Regions from separate parts of the Neogale vison genome. Here region 2 is linked to region 1. The links are chromatin contacts, called in public Hi-C maps. All regions are on one chromosome and are shown on one strand. Each heading gives the region's core, a stretch centred on a gene start, on an enhancer-like site or on the middle of the called end of the contact. The rest is flanking DNA. Distances are from core to core; before and after follow the strand shown. Region 1 holds the start of GLRX (glutaredoxin-1). Region 2 overlaps SPATA9 (spermatogenesis-associated protein 9).

What was found. Hi-C and Micro-C count contacts between places; a contact is called where the count stands out from the background.
Region 2: a Hi-C map of fibroblasts shows a contact between it and region 1, with 5 times the contacts expected there. The contact joins the enhancer-like site here to the promoter of GLRX in region 1. A contact is called at or near these places in 2 of 3 Hi-C or Micro-C datasets (fibroblasts and muscle).

Annotation. Positions count from the first base shown.
Region 1 is chr1:197,505,983-197,512,700 of ASM_NN_V1, reverse strand. GLRX (glutaredoxin-1) reads right to left here and starts at 3,003. Exons shown (of 3, transcript XM_044265270.1): 1 at 2,588-3,003. The coding sequence starts at 2,794.
Region 2 is chr1:197,650,539-197,657,401 of ASM_NN_V1, reverse strand. SPATA9 (spermatogenesis-associated protein 9) reads right to left here. Exons shown (of 5, transcript XM_044265307.1): 4 at 2,563-2,658. Among named protein-coding and RNA genes, the nearest start is that of SPATA9, 19 kb to the right of the region's middle. Within about 2 kb of position 4,296, the one cell type or tissue checked has open chromatin away from gene starts, as enhancers often do. A contact at or near this core is called in fibroblasts, where this site is marked.

The DNA.
Region 1 (6,718 bases), core at 1,754-4,253:
CATCAGAGATCTAAAATCAGTGAGGTGCTGATGGCTTCATTTGAAACTGGCCCTTGCTGCCAAGTGTCCACCTCCCTTTCCTACCTAGTTTTTTCTCTTTAGCACTTAGCACTGACCACCTTCCAACAAACCGTTTTACTTTTTGTGTTTACTAGAATGTAAATTCCTCAAAGGCAAGAGTTTTTGTTTGGTTCCTGGCGATTTTCCAATGTCCGGGAAAGTGCTCTGATAGGTCATAGGTGCTTAAAAAAACTGCTGCACCCAACAAAATTATTCTTCCCAGGCGAAGGAGAAATTACTTTCACACACAAGCAAAATTTGAGGAAATTTGTTGCCAACAGAGCTGCCTTGCAGAAAATGTTCAAAGAAGTTCTTTAAAGAGAAGGAATATGATATGGGTCAGAAACTCAGAACTACATAAAGGAAGAGCAGGAGAGAGAGAATAAATGAAGGTACTGATCTACGAGATTTGGCCGTATTTCTTTAAGTACACGGTCTGACTGAAGACATAAGTTTCTGGAATCAGTCAGGTCCCGCTGGGCTCCTACTATGTGCCCATCACCATAGGTCATTACAGGGAAGTAAGAGCAACGACTTCCAAGTCTCTTGTTTCTTCAGATGTAAACCCTTCCTTGGGAGGGAACCTGAAGACCCCATGAAAGGATCTGTTCTTCCCCTTGAAGGAATGCATTCAGGCTCAAGAACCTGTGAAAGGTCTTTTTAAGAATTCAGAAACAAACTTAAAAGACTAGAAGACAAATTTTTGCTTTGTGGAGAGAGAGGGGAAAAAATGTGCCAAATGAATGCATGAAGAGGTTTCCCCCTCTAAAGAAGAAATATTACCAGGCTGACAAGGAATTCTCAAAATTTATTCCGTGTTGGAATTACTTGGGGATCTTTTTTTTTTTTTTCTTTTGGTAGGAAAGGAACTATTATTTTCCAGCCTCGTTAGGGTATAATTGACAAATCTGTATATACGTAAGATCTACAATACTATGATTTGATATACATACACATTTTTAAATGATCACCACAATCAAGTTAATTAACAGACCCATCACCTTCCATAGTTAACTTTTGTCTCTGTGTGGCAAGGACACGTAAGATCTCCTCCAGAGCCAACTTCAAGAATACAGTATTATTAACTAGTTATCTTGCTGTCCACTAGGTCCTTAGAATTTCCCTGTCTTATGACTCAGAGATTGTACCCTTTGATCTGGGGATCTTTAAAACTATTGATGCCTGGCTCCCAACTCTGATTTAACTGATATGGAGAATGGTTTGAGCATCCAGATTTCTTAAAAAGCTCCCCATAGTGCCAATGTGCAGCAAGCTTTAGGAGCCACTGACTGAGAGGGGTCCCAGCGGGGTCCTTGGCAGCATCTGCCCTGCCCTTTGGCTCTCAGGATGTGGACAGCAGGAGCCTCTGACCACTGTGTTCTCTGCTGCAGGACCCCTCTGACACTGGAGTCCTCAGCTCACAGCTGGGGCCCTGGAAGCAATAGGGTAACAGGTTTAGCCTCCATCTGTGCCAAAATACTGGTCTGTGACTGGAGAAGCAAGGAGAAACAGCCTCCGGTGCTTTATGCCCGGAACCCAGACAGAAACCTTCAGTCCAACACAGACCAAAGCAGGATATGTGCTTCTGCAAACGCTGTATCCAAGAACGTGCATCCTGAGGCGGGCTGGGGTGAGCTGGGGGGCCGGCCCCTAGCCCACCCAGCACCAGAGGACTCAGGCAAGCTGGCTGGCCACCGCTCCAGAAGCTGAGGGTGCCGAGGCAGAGGAAGCCTTTTTAGGTAGAGAAAAGCAGTTCTTAGAGGGGCTCACAGTCTATTGAGAGTGAAGGGGACTTAGTGGTCCCTTGCTCTCTTGCTCTTGTCTGGTCTTGCATAGGGGGAGGTCCTTGAGGATCACCTAGGTGGTGTCTTACAGGATCACACTGCAAGCCCTTGTGAGAGCCATGCTGGAACTCTGGCCCCTGGACTCCCTACTAGCACAGGCCAGGCCGAGAAGCATCTCAGAGAAGAAGGGGCAGATCAGGATCCTTTAGATTCTTCCAGTGGGTGGAGTTAGATAAGATAAGGAAGAATGAGCTAATTGGGTTATATGGTTAAAGCAAGCTTAGAGAAAAGATTGAAGGACAGCAAATCCTGCTTGGCCAGGTGAACCCAGAAGAAAGAGTGCATAGGATTCCTGCGTTCAGTAACAGAAACGCACAGGTCACCCAGGGACCCTGTAGCCCACCTTCCAACCCCAGCCCTGCAAGCTGTAAACTGTCATTTCCCAGCAGTGCTTGAAACAAAGACTCCAGATAGCTCACCCACTCTCGGACAGCTGCTGGGCCCGCAGAGCCGTTGCACGGCACAGAGTCTGCGAGGACCTCTGGCTGCAGCCCAGCTGCCCGGTCCCCTGAGCAGCAGTGTCTTCTCTTCGTCACCCTCCCCCACCCTGCAGAGCCCTCCGGTGGCGCCTTGAGTGAGGGAGCCCTAGCGGTGTCCTAGAGAAAGGCACAGGCGGATCCCCTGCACAGCCCCCACAAGAAAAGGGAATCTGAGAACCCTTCGCCCAGCCTTTGAGAACTCACCGTTCTGGCTCCTGTGAGCGTTTCCAAATAGTCTTGAATCTTGCTTGTGTCACTGGTGGCCGTGATATCGACAAATTCCAAAAGCCCTTGTTTGAAGGGCAGCTCGCTGAGGAGCTCCTGGGTCCTTCTGCAGTAGGGGCAGGTGGGCTTGATGAACACGACCACCTTCCCGGGCTGGATTTTGCTGTTCACGAACTCTTGAGCCATACTGACAGGCGGCTACCTCCTGGGGAGGAATCCTCAATTGCCGGTACCGCTGGGGTGTAAAGCGGTGGCTGGGCCAGCTGGCTCGCATTTAAAGGAACCTCCCCGGAGGAGGAGTTTGCCCCGGCGCGTGCTGGGGTTTTAAAGAGACAGCTCCAATGTCATTTCAGCCTGGTATGATTCACCAGCTGGAGATGCCGAGGTTGGCATACTTGTTGTTCATCAATAGCTATGTCCAGGGTGTCGGCGTTGTCCTCAGCTTTTCCAGGAGCACCCGCCCTTTGGCAGAGAGTGTAGTTAAAGCGCCCTTCGGGGAAGCATCCAGTGTGCAGACCAGCCCCCCGGGAGAGGGCTGAGCCAGCAGTGACTTCTTAGGAGTCCAGTCTTTGGTTTCCCTCTCAGACTCACCCATGTTCACGTGGAAACAGAATCACTCATGAAACATGGAAATCCCCTCAGAGGAAGTGAAACTGAAATTGGGACTTTGCCTCCATCTTAATGTGGCTCCCTGGGCATTTGGGTTGGCCCGGTGGATGGGTGGTTTGTGGTTGTGATTACTTTAATGGAATTAGTTCCCAATCCTTAAAAACCTGGAGATTTCCCAGAAGGATCTGGTCTTGCAACCTCTTTCTGAAAAGCTGGGTCACACTGACTTGTGGCAGCACCCTCTCCTAGGGAAGGATGGGAGTGGCTCCCATTTGCTATAGGCCCCGGGCTAGCTCCTGTCTTCCCAGACACCTGCTGCTTTAGGGCCATAAGCATTTGAATTTGGGACCTCTGAACATCAGTTTACCATGAAGGCAGATTCCAACACACACCCCGATTTCAAACTGCAGGTTCAAGGAGGGTCTTTTTCTCTGTTTAACCCTCCATTTGTGCCCCTTTGTTTTCTGTATTTGGGAATGAAGTGGTGTAATAACTTGGCTACTGCATTCACCTCAAGCAGGGTCTGTGGCACTGGAAACTGTGATGTTCTCCCCTGCATGGCCCACAGTCCCTGGTGGGGGTGGGGAGCAGTCTTCTGTTCTAGGTTCAGTTCTGACCCCCCCGGTTTACAGTCAGTTAAATCAAACAATCCAAGAAACACCACCTTTAAAAGTGAGTCCTTCTTTTCTGCAAGAAGTTTTACACTGAAACTCTTTCAGGAGGGATAGGGCTAGGGCCAGCGAGGGACCCTTCCTTGGATTGTCATGTCAGCGGAATTTCTGGCATCGTACGATCCACAGAGGGAAGAAGATGGACTCCCAGAAGCAGCTCTAACTATTACTAAAATTAAATGGCAAAATGAGAAACCCAGATTTTGAGTCACAGAGAGGGAGCTACTGAGATCTCTGTCAGCAAAAAGAATGTGCTTAGGGGCTGGGGGCCTGAGGCAGCTTGTCCCACTCAGGGCTGGGAACCGCCCAGCCCATGGCTTCACGTCCCTCCTGCCCAAGCACAGAGCAGATCCTCTCACCATTTCCACCCACTTCCTTCCTTTAGCTGTTGCTCCTGTGGCCAGGCTCCTCCCCGGGGCCCCCAGTCTCTTCAGGGACCAGGGGGAGTGGGGTGCCGCTTTCTGTTCCCTTGGCCTAAGGTTCATTGGCAGGCCTTGTACTTGGCTATTTCCTCAGAGCCTTTGTCTTCCCACTGCCTGGGGTTCGCCTGCCCCTCTCTGGGGCTCTTTTTTGCCAGTTGCAACTCTGTTCAAGTCCCTCATGGTTGAAAACCACCACCTTTCATCTCCTTCGACCCTGCTCTCCTGCCCACGCCCTTTCCCCCACAACCAAGTGTCTGTCAAGTGTCAAGCTGTTCCGATTGCCTTGCCGATTGCCATCTGTAGTTTCTCCACCTCCCACTCTTTCCTCACCGCATTGCAATCTGACCTCCTTATCAGCTCTTCTGCCCAAACTCTTTTGCTAAGTCATTGTGTGGCCAGGTGTCCTGAGAGACTAATGCACAAGTGTGGGTGTGGAGTTTTTGGTAAACTGGTGGAGTGAACTTCCAGAAAGAACTCGGCACACAGGGTCCCCTGGGAGTCTGGGTACCTAGGGCAGAGCCTGGGGTAGGGGGAGACTCTGTGGTCTGCTCCACAGCTCAGCCCCATGGACTGGTGTCTGAGGCCTTAGGACAGATGGGCACAGGCCTGGAGAAGGCATTTTCCTGAGGGACTCTGTGAGGCATGGAGCACAAACAGATGACAAATAGGGGGGTGTCCTTTTCATTTCTCAGAAAATGCTGTGGCTTCAGCTCAGGGAACAGGTCAGAGCTTAGAATACTCTGCTGCCTCAGAATCATGAAGGTACGTTGCTTTGGCAGTTCAAGAGATGGAACCCGTTAATCTCGGGGGCATCTCAGGGGGGCTGTGGGGAGGCCCGGTCCCCAAGTGTGGTGGATATCAGATGCTTGTGTGTGTGGAGAAGCACACGGGCCCTCTTCTTGGGCCTGGACACTGCTCTTCCAGGCACTCAGAGAAATACTGGGAAGCAAGGACTTCTCTTCAGGGAGTGGAGGTCCTGCTCTGCAGACGGTTGGCAATGACACCGAGCCAGTGATGTGTGTGAAATGGTGGCTGGTACTATTCGTGTGACCCCCGAGTGGACCCACAGGCTGATGAGGGCTGGGGAAATTTGGCCACACATGAACATATTTCAGGCTTTTTCCTGACTTCCCCTTTTGTAGGACTTGACCACATAGATCACCGTCTCCTCTTGAAGCTTTCTTCTTCAAAAGGTCATTTGCAACTTGCTTTTTTTTTTTTTTTTTAATTCTTCCCGTATCTCTGGATATTCTGTCTCAGATTTCTCGCTCAAGAATTTTGCCCGGCTTGATCCTTTTGTCATTGTGTACACACCCTCCTTGAAAGAGTTCATCTGCCCACGTAGCTCCAGTTAGCACCTGTTTGCCGAGGAGTATCACGTTTATTTTTCTTATCTAGACTTCTCTCCTAGGCCTCAGGAATGGAAAGCTTTTCCCTCCTGAGAAGAGCCTCCCGGGGATTCCTAAGAAGTGTTAGCCTCAGTGTGACCGAAACTGAAGCCAATCTTCTCTCTTCCATATGTATGCATGGCTGAAACGGCCAGGCCTCGGCTCCAGGAGAAGATCACAAAAGAGCAGAATGGGAGGAATTGATGGCCAAATGAAGCTGAAAAATTGGTTCAGCAGCAGGGATTAAAAAATCATATTAAAAAAAAAACAAAAACAGGGGCGCCTGGGTGGTTCAGTGGGTTAAAGCCTCTGCCTTCGGCTCAGGTCATGATCTCAGGGTCCTGGGATCGAGCCCCGAATCAGGCTCCCTGCTCTCTCTCTCTGCCTGCCTCTCTGCCTACTTGTGATCTCTGTCTGTTAAATAAATAAATAAAATCTTTAAAAAAACAAAAACAAAGAAGTTATGCTCCATGACAAGAAATTCAGGCTCCTAGGTGAGCACTTGGTGATGATTGACTGTGTGACCAAATAAGAGCGTGGAAACAAAATAAACTTAAAAACAAAAACAAACAAAACAAAAAAGCGGTTTCAAATCTTTCTTGGGAAGCGCAACTGTACTTTGGCCACAGTGACCCTATAACTAACGGAGGTCTGAAGTCTGCTTCTCCAGGCAGGCAGCACTGGAGGAACACTAACCACCAAGGTCAAGTCATTCCAACGCATCCAGATCTCAACTTCGTGTTTTCAGATTACCAGTTGCACAGCAACTGCCTTCTGCAGAAGTACCAGCTACCTGCCGGTGCTGCCGGTTGTGAAAAAACAGTCCTTAGCCCTGAGTGGAGAAGCTCAAAAGCCGTGAATCACAGGGACAGAGTGTCTGTGACGGAAAGGACCGCGAGTCTCAGCTGGAGACCATCACTGGGCACAAGTGTGTGGAGCTGCCATTGGGAGTGACGGTCCCAAGCGCCTGAGGTAAAGCGGAAAGAAGGGGAAACTGGAAAAAAAAAAAGATCCGAGCAG
Region 2 (6,863 bases), core at 3,047-5,546, 140 kb before region 1:
TTTATAGAATGACAAGTCATGTGGGATGATAATTTCAAACGCCTTCAAGAAATTAGAGTTTAATTTTGGTTTTAGTCTTATTTGTTTTAGTTTCACCACAGCTATTTCATCCCACCCATTTATTTATTTATTTATTTATTTATTTTTTGCAGCATTTTGCATCCAAGATCAGTTGGATGTCATTTTTGTATGAGATTCACATTTAAGATATTGAACACGTCTCAAAAATTTTAAACACTTGCAAAATATAAGTTTGGCTCTTTTTAAAAAACTATTGCTATGTTTATAAAGGTAAGTTCCTTTACTTTTTTTCAAGAATGTCTTAGCTATTCTTGACCTTTTTCACTTCCCTGTAAATCTTAAAATAAATTAGTCAACTTACACACCTGCTCATATTTTAATTGGGACCACAACCAATCTATAAATAATGGGAAAAAGAATCTTTATTATTGTGTATCTCAATATGATTTAAAAAAATTAACAAAAGTGTGTAAGACCAACTAACAAAAAAGCTGTAAGAATTATTAAGAAAAAATAATGAGGACCTAAATAAATAGAGGGATATATCATGCTCATGGATTGAAGGGTGGACTTATTCTACTAGTTATCAAGACTTACAAAACTCTTGTAAATAATACAATGTTGAATTGGTGTAAAAAATAGAAAAATAGATTAACTGAATAGAACAGAGGGTCAATAAACAGACCTACACATAAAAACACACTTGATTTATGACAAAATAAATGTACTGGGGCAATAGGAAAAGTATTTTTTTCTCCCCAGCAAATTGAGTCAGATCAATGGAATACCCATGGAGGAAAAATTTGTTCCTTACCTCATAGCAATTCCAGGTGAATTATAAATCTAAAAGTGAAAGGTAAAATAATAAACCTCCTACAATATATCAGAGGGAACAATTTCATGACCTTGGATATAGGTCAAGCTGCCCTAATTAAGATCTAAAAAGCACCTAACATAAAGAAAAGATTAATACATTGGACAAAATTAAAACTAAAATAGTCTGGTTTAAAGATACTGCTAAAAGGGCAAAAGAAAGTCACAGAATAAAAGAAATAACCAAAAGAGGGTTTATGCCTAGAGTATATTTTAAAAGTAGAAATCAATAATAAAAAAGGTAGAATAGAAAAACAGAAGAGACTTTAACAGAAATTCACAAAAAATCCCAATGTCTGCTTAATGTATAAAAGGAACTCAGTCTGATTAATAATCAAGGAAATGTAAATTCAAGCACAATGTGATAATACTACATACTCACAAGAATGGCTAAAATGGAAAAGACAGACAATAGCAGCTACTGGGCAGTATCTACTAGAGATGAATACCTACATATTCTGTGGTTCAGAAATATTACTAAAACATATGTACAAGAATATTCATAGAAAGCATATTCACAGTTGCCAAAACTGTAAATAATATAAAACTTCAACCATAGTGTGGATAGTAACATATATATAGGATATATATTGAATTATTTATGTATTCAATCAATGAAATTCTACACAACAATGAAAACCAACAAACTATTGATGTAGGCAATGAATGAATCTCATTAATGGCAACTGAGCAAAAAAAGACAAATACAAAAGAATATATAGTATATTATTTAATATATATACAATTTAAACCGTCTATGGTATTTGAAGTCAAAATAGTGGTTACCCTTTATAGAAGAGGTTCATGACTGAAGGAAGTGAGAAAGAGGTTTCTAGAATGGAGGTTACATTTTGTTTCTTGATGTGTGTGATAGATAGATTTTGTGATAATTCATCAAGTTGTGTACTTTTCTCTCTGCATTATACTTTTTTGAAAAAAAAACTGAGAGGTAAGTATAAATAGCAATGGAGTAAAAGAAAATAACCCCTTATAATTTATAAAATCCTTTATATTTTTATCACACTTTGTTTTTATTTTATTTTAATTTAATTTTGAGAGAGATAGAAAGTACATTTGTGAAAGGCAGTGGAAGAGTAAAGGGAGAGTGAGAGAATCCCAAGCAGGCTCCATACTTGGTGCGAGCCTTTATGTGGGGCTCGATTTCAATACCCTGAGATCATGACCTGAGCTGAAATCAAGAGTTGGATGCTTAACCAACTGAGCTACCCAGGCGCTCCTTCTGTCACACTTTGTAATGAACACTTTGAATTACAGAACTTGTAATTCAAAGTACACTAATATTTGTGTTCCCCAATATCATAGACTTAAATGACGGAATACTGAACTTTAGCCAACCATGGCACAATGGCTTAAACAAAACCACCATAGCTGTGAAAATAAAACCAAAATGTTTTGACCAAATAATTATAAACTTTATAAAAATAATTTTATTCAAGTAAATTTGGTTTTGATGGACTGACTTGCCTCAGAAATGGAATGAGTTTACCTCAGAAGAGTAATTTTTTTAGAAAAGTAAATTTCTAATGTAAAATTATTTTGTGTACAAGAGGACAGTACCTTGGTTTATGAATTTCCTATGTATCTATCTTTAACATTACATGAAATAAGTACATTTATACCTAGATTCTAATAATTTTCTTAACTTACCAGGTAAATTAGTGCTGCATATGAAGCACATATTATGCTAGTTAAAGCAGTCTTTGCCGGAAAAGAAATGATTTCAAACAAAGAACCCCTTCTGACCTGCGAAAACAAAAAAGAGTTTTCTAATTACAATAAAAGTTTTCAGTGTTACAATGTTAAATTTTAAAATATTACTGTAAAATGAGAATTTAAATATTTCTTTCTAAAGAAAGTTATCTGCTGGGTCTATCTTGGTTTTTTTCACATTCTGAAAATATATTGGTTTATTTATTTATTTATTTTTACAAAAAGGTACTTTCTTTTGCTATGACAGATCTATTAAAACTTATGAAAGATCAATAAAAAAACTTGCATTTCCAAAATCTAAATTACTTTAACTTTTTTACATTTAACAAGTGTGCTCACTAGGGGGTGCCACTGTGCATATTAAAAAAACAGTCTTTTCTTTGTTCAAATTCATGTAATCATCCTTTACTAAATTTTTCTCTTCTTCATTAAGCAAACAGTAATCGAAATACAAAGCATTTCTTGCAGATTAATGACCTGATTGGAAATGTTAATCATGAGACTGCTGAAGGCCAGCATTAACCTTAGGTGAACATTAAGCTTCAGGAAATGCTCTGCATTCACATCAGCATGCTTCTTTGAAACAGAGGTTTACACCAAAAATGAGTTTGTCTCTCAGAGGTTTTTAGTTTCTGGTAATAGGTGTCTCTGCCTCAAACAACAATATGTTTAGTTTAGGGGAATCATTCTCTCTTCTAGGTCACCTCTGTTGCCTTGAGTAGGATATGAAAGGAGGGCATTGGGAAAAACATTCCCTTCCCATTCAGCAGTGAAGTGGCAGTTAGCCATGCTCCTCTGAAGTATGTGCCAAGACACTCAATGGCTTCAATAACTCCTGAAGGTACAGGCTGCAGCTAATAAAATCATGTAAATGCACAGTAAAAATGCACACAAACTAGAAAGAACAGTATGTATGTGTAAAGTTACTTATGACCCTGAAAAATGGAAACAATTGATAGCAGAATAGTTAGGTAAATTAAGCAATATCCACTCAATGGCGTATTACAGCCTCTTAAAAGGTGCTTCTGAAGAATGCCTCATAACATTTTATTGAACAAACGTTTGTATGGCACTGGGTTTTAAGTGCCTGTTGCAGTATATTCAGTTTTTGCTTACTGCTGCCACTGCTGAATGAAGAACAAAGCGCCCATCACCACTGACCTTCTTTTCTCTTAAGCGATTAATGGAATGCTAAAGCCAAGAATACTATCTAGCCGATCAGCAAAGAGATGGAGTGTGGGGAGCAGTGCAGGGCGGGGAGGGGTGGAGGGCAGGAGTAGGGCAGGGAGGCATTCCTTCTTATTTCCTGTCTTTCAGGCCCTACTGATTCCTAGATAGGGGAATAGGGATGGGCACTTTTAGCCCACTCTCTCCATAAGCTGGTCTGGAAATTTCCCAGAGTTCCTGGCTTCTGAAAAGAGTTTCCAGGAACTAAAGCAGTTGCTGCTCTTTCCCTCTTGCTAGAAGAATCAAACTGATAGTATGCTTTTGCATCTCACTGTTAGGCTACAAGGAGACAAACAGATAAGTAGAGTGCAGATGTTGGGAAAGAAAGCAGATATACTCCCAACAAAATGCCTCCTAGGAAAGTAAAAGATTCATGAGTTTGTGAATATATGGATGTACAGTGGGAAGTCCATATCCAATAACTGGTAGGCCATATACAATAAAAATAAAAGTGGCGTCTGCATGCATGAGAAATTACTCTGTTTCTATTTCACCGCATCTTTTTTTCGCATTTTGCCCTTCACCTGAGGTAATTAAAACTGATTATTTTTCAAAGTTTCAAAATAAACTATATATCTGACATATGTTACACTTCTGAATGATGAATCTGATATTGCCTAAGGTCACTTTTTCACCATTTTAATGCTTTTATTTTTATTTATTTATTTTTTTTTTTAGAGTTTTTGTTTTTGTTTTTGTTTTGTTTTGTTTTGCGCCTGGGTGGCTCAACGGGTTAAGCCGCTGCCTTCGGCTCGGGTCATGATCTCGGGGTCCCGGGATCGAGTCCCGCGTCGGGCTCTCTGCTCATCGGGGAGCCTGCTTCCTCCTCTCTCTCTCTCTCTCTGCCTGCCTCTCTACCTACTTGTGATCTCTGTCTGTCAAATAAATAAATAAAAATCTTAAAAAAAAAACAAAAACAAAAACACCATTTTAATGCTTTTAATAAATACTTGCTATTCCTGTAACAAATCATTCCTATAGAAAATGCATTTCCTCCAAAATTTATGTGGCTCCTGGCAAGTAGCCATTTTTCAATTTCATGACCTACTTCCAATACATGTTTTTCATATTATAAACCACACTGTTTCATTTTTGGCTTGCTACAAGCAGGAATAGTATATGATAAAACAAAAAAAACCCCAAAATATGATTAAAAAAAAAAAACAACGAGTGTTGCCAGGGGGAGGAGGATAAGGAGAGGATGGTGGGGTTACGGACATTGGGGAGAGTATGTGCTATGGTAAGTGCTGTGAAGTGTGTAAACCTGGCAATTCACGAACCTGTACCCCTGGGGCTAATAATACATTATATGTTTATTAAAAAATTAAAAAATTATAAATAAATAGGAGAAATTTGTAAATCAAAAGTTGTATTTAGATCATCTCAACCAATTACAAAAATTTATTTAAACTTATATTAATTTTTTGAATATTTAAGTTTAAAGAATCTTGATATCAATATTATGGCCATATACTCCTTTCTTGAATTTTTTTTTAAAGATTTTGTTTATTTATTTGACAGACAGAGATCACAAGTAGGCAGAGAGGCAGGCAGAGAGACAGAGGAGGAAGCAGGCTCCCTGCTGAGCAGAGAGCCCGATGCGGGGCTCGATCCCAGGACCCTGGAATCATGACCCGAGCTGAAGGCAGAGGCTTTAACCCACTGAGCCACCCAGGCATCCCAAATTTTTAATATTAATATGTGTGTATATATAAGATATGTGGATGTGTTATATACTCATAATAACATCTCAGCTATATGGGTATCTCAACAGTAAAAGCATTTCAATCTTTAACAAAATTCCTTTGACATAATTTTGAGTTCCATCTCTGTCATATAATTTTGACTGCCTCATCTCATAAAAGAAGTATCTGTGCTTATCTTATTTTCGTTAAAATTGAAATAAATCACAAAAAAAGCAAACTATAAGCAGTTTAGAAAATAATAAAGATCCACTTAGAGATGACTTAAAGGTTAAAGGTTGAAGAATCAACCTTAAGGCCCAACTTAGGTTATGTTGTTCAAAGGATACTAGGGGAAATAATAGAGAAACTTTAACTCAGTGATTCACAAGTAAGTGTTGCAAGGAGCAATGACTGGTTAATAGGCCCAGAAGAAAGTATTTCCTGTAGGTTTGGAAAAGTTACATGACTCTGTCTTTGTTTGAAACACTCACAGTACTCAAGAACCCAGGAAGGATGCCTAGCAGTCCAAAGTAAAGAAAATTATTTGACTTCATATAGACAGAGACGCCTATTACTATCCTGCGGAACACTGTTCTTGAATAAGCTCTTACTCAGAAGGTCCTATAAAAGTTCAAATGGCCCAACCTCTTGGCCGACCTGGAGAAGTTATGTCATCAAGATTCCAGGGATTCTACTTTCTAGGAATTGTCCTTTTCCCCCAGCTCTTGAATTATACCACCCAAGATAACCTCATGGCAGGCCCATCCAGGACCTGTAGAAGCTCCTGATGTTTTTGAGGTTTACATATATTTTTTTACACAAAATATGTGATGTTTGAGTTTAAATCCCAGTCTACATTGAAGTGCTGGGGGTGAGGAAGAAATTATACTTGGAAAAATACCTGATCTTCTTCCTAAAAAAGGGAGCACAAGTGCACTGGGATCCACATAAGTCATAGGCACTGTAGATGGTGAGGGTTTTCTTCACTTCTGCCCGTATCTGGCCTACACCACTTCACAGTGCCTGTACCAAGGATAAATAGTCATCTCCCATGCCATTATAAGGAGGATTGTGACATATATAAGGAAGATTCTATCATAGCAAGAGCTCCTGTGGCCCTGCATTGCCCTGCCAAAGTCAACAACTATGTCTGGGAGCTGACGTGTCTTGGCTGAAGTCAGCATTCAGGCTGGATTATCTAGGTCACTGCAGCCTAGAGCAGCTGTAAGCTTTACTCATCCAGACAGCTCATAAGGCTAAGCAGATGCACCATTCTGTAAATACTGATGCTGGGGTTGTTGAAAACCACCGAGAAATGATCTAACC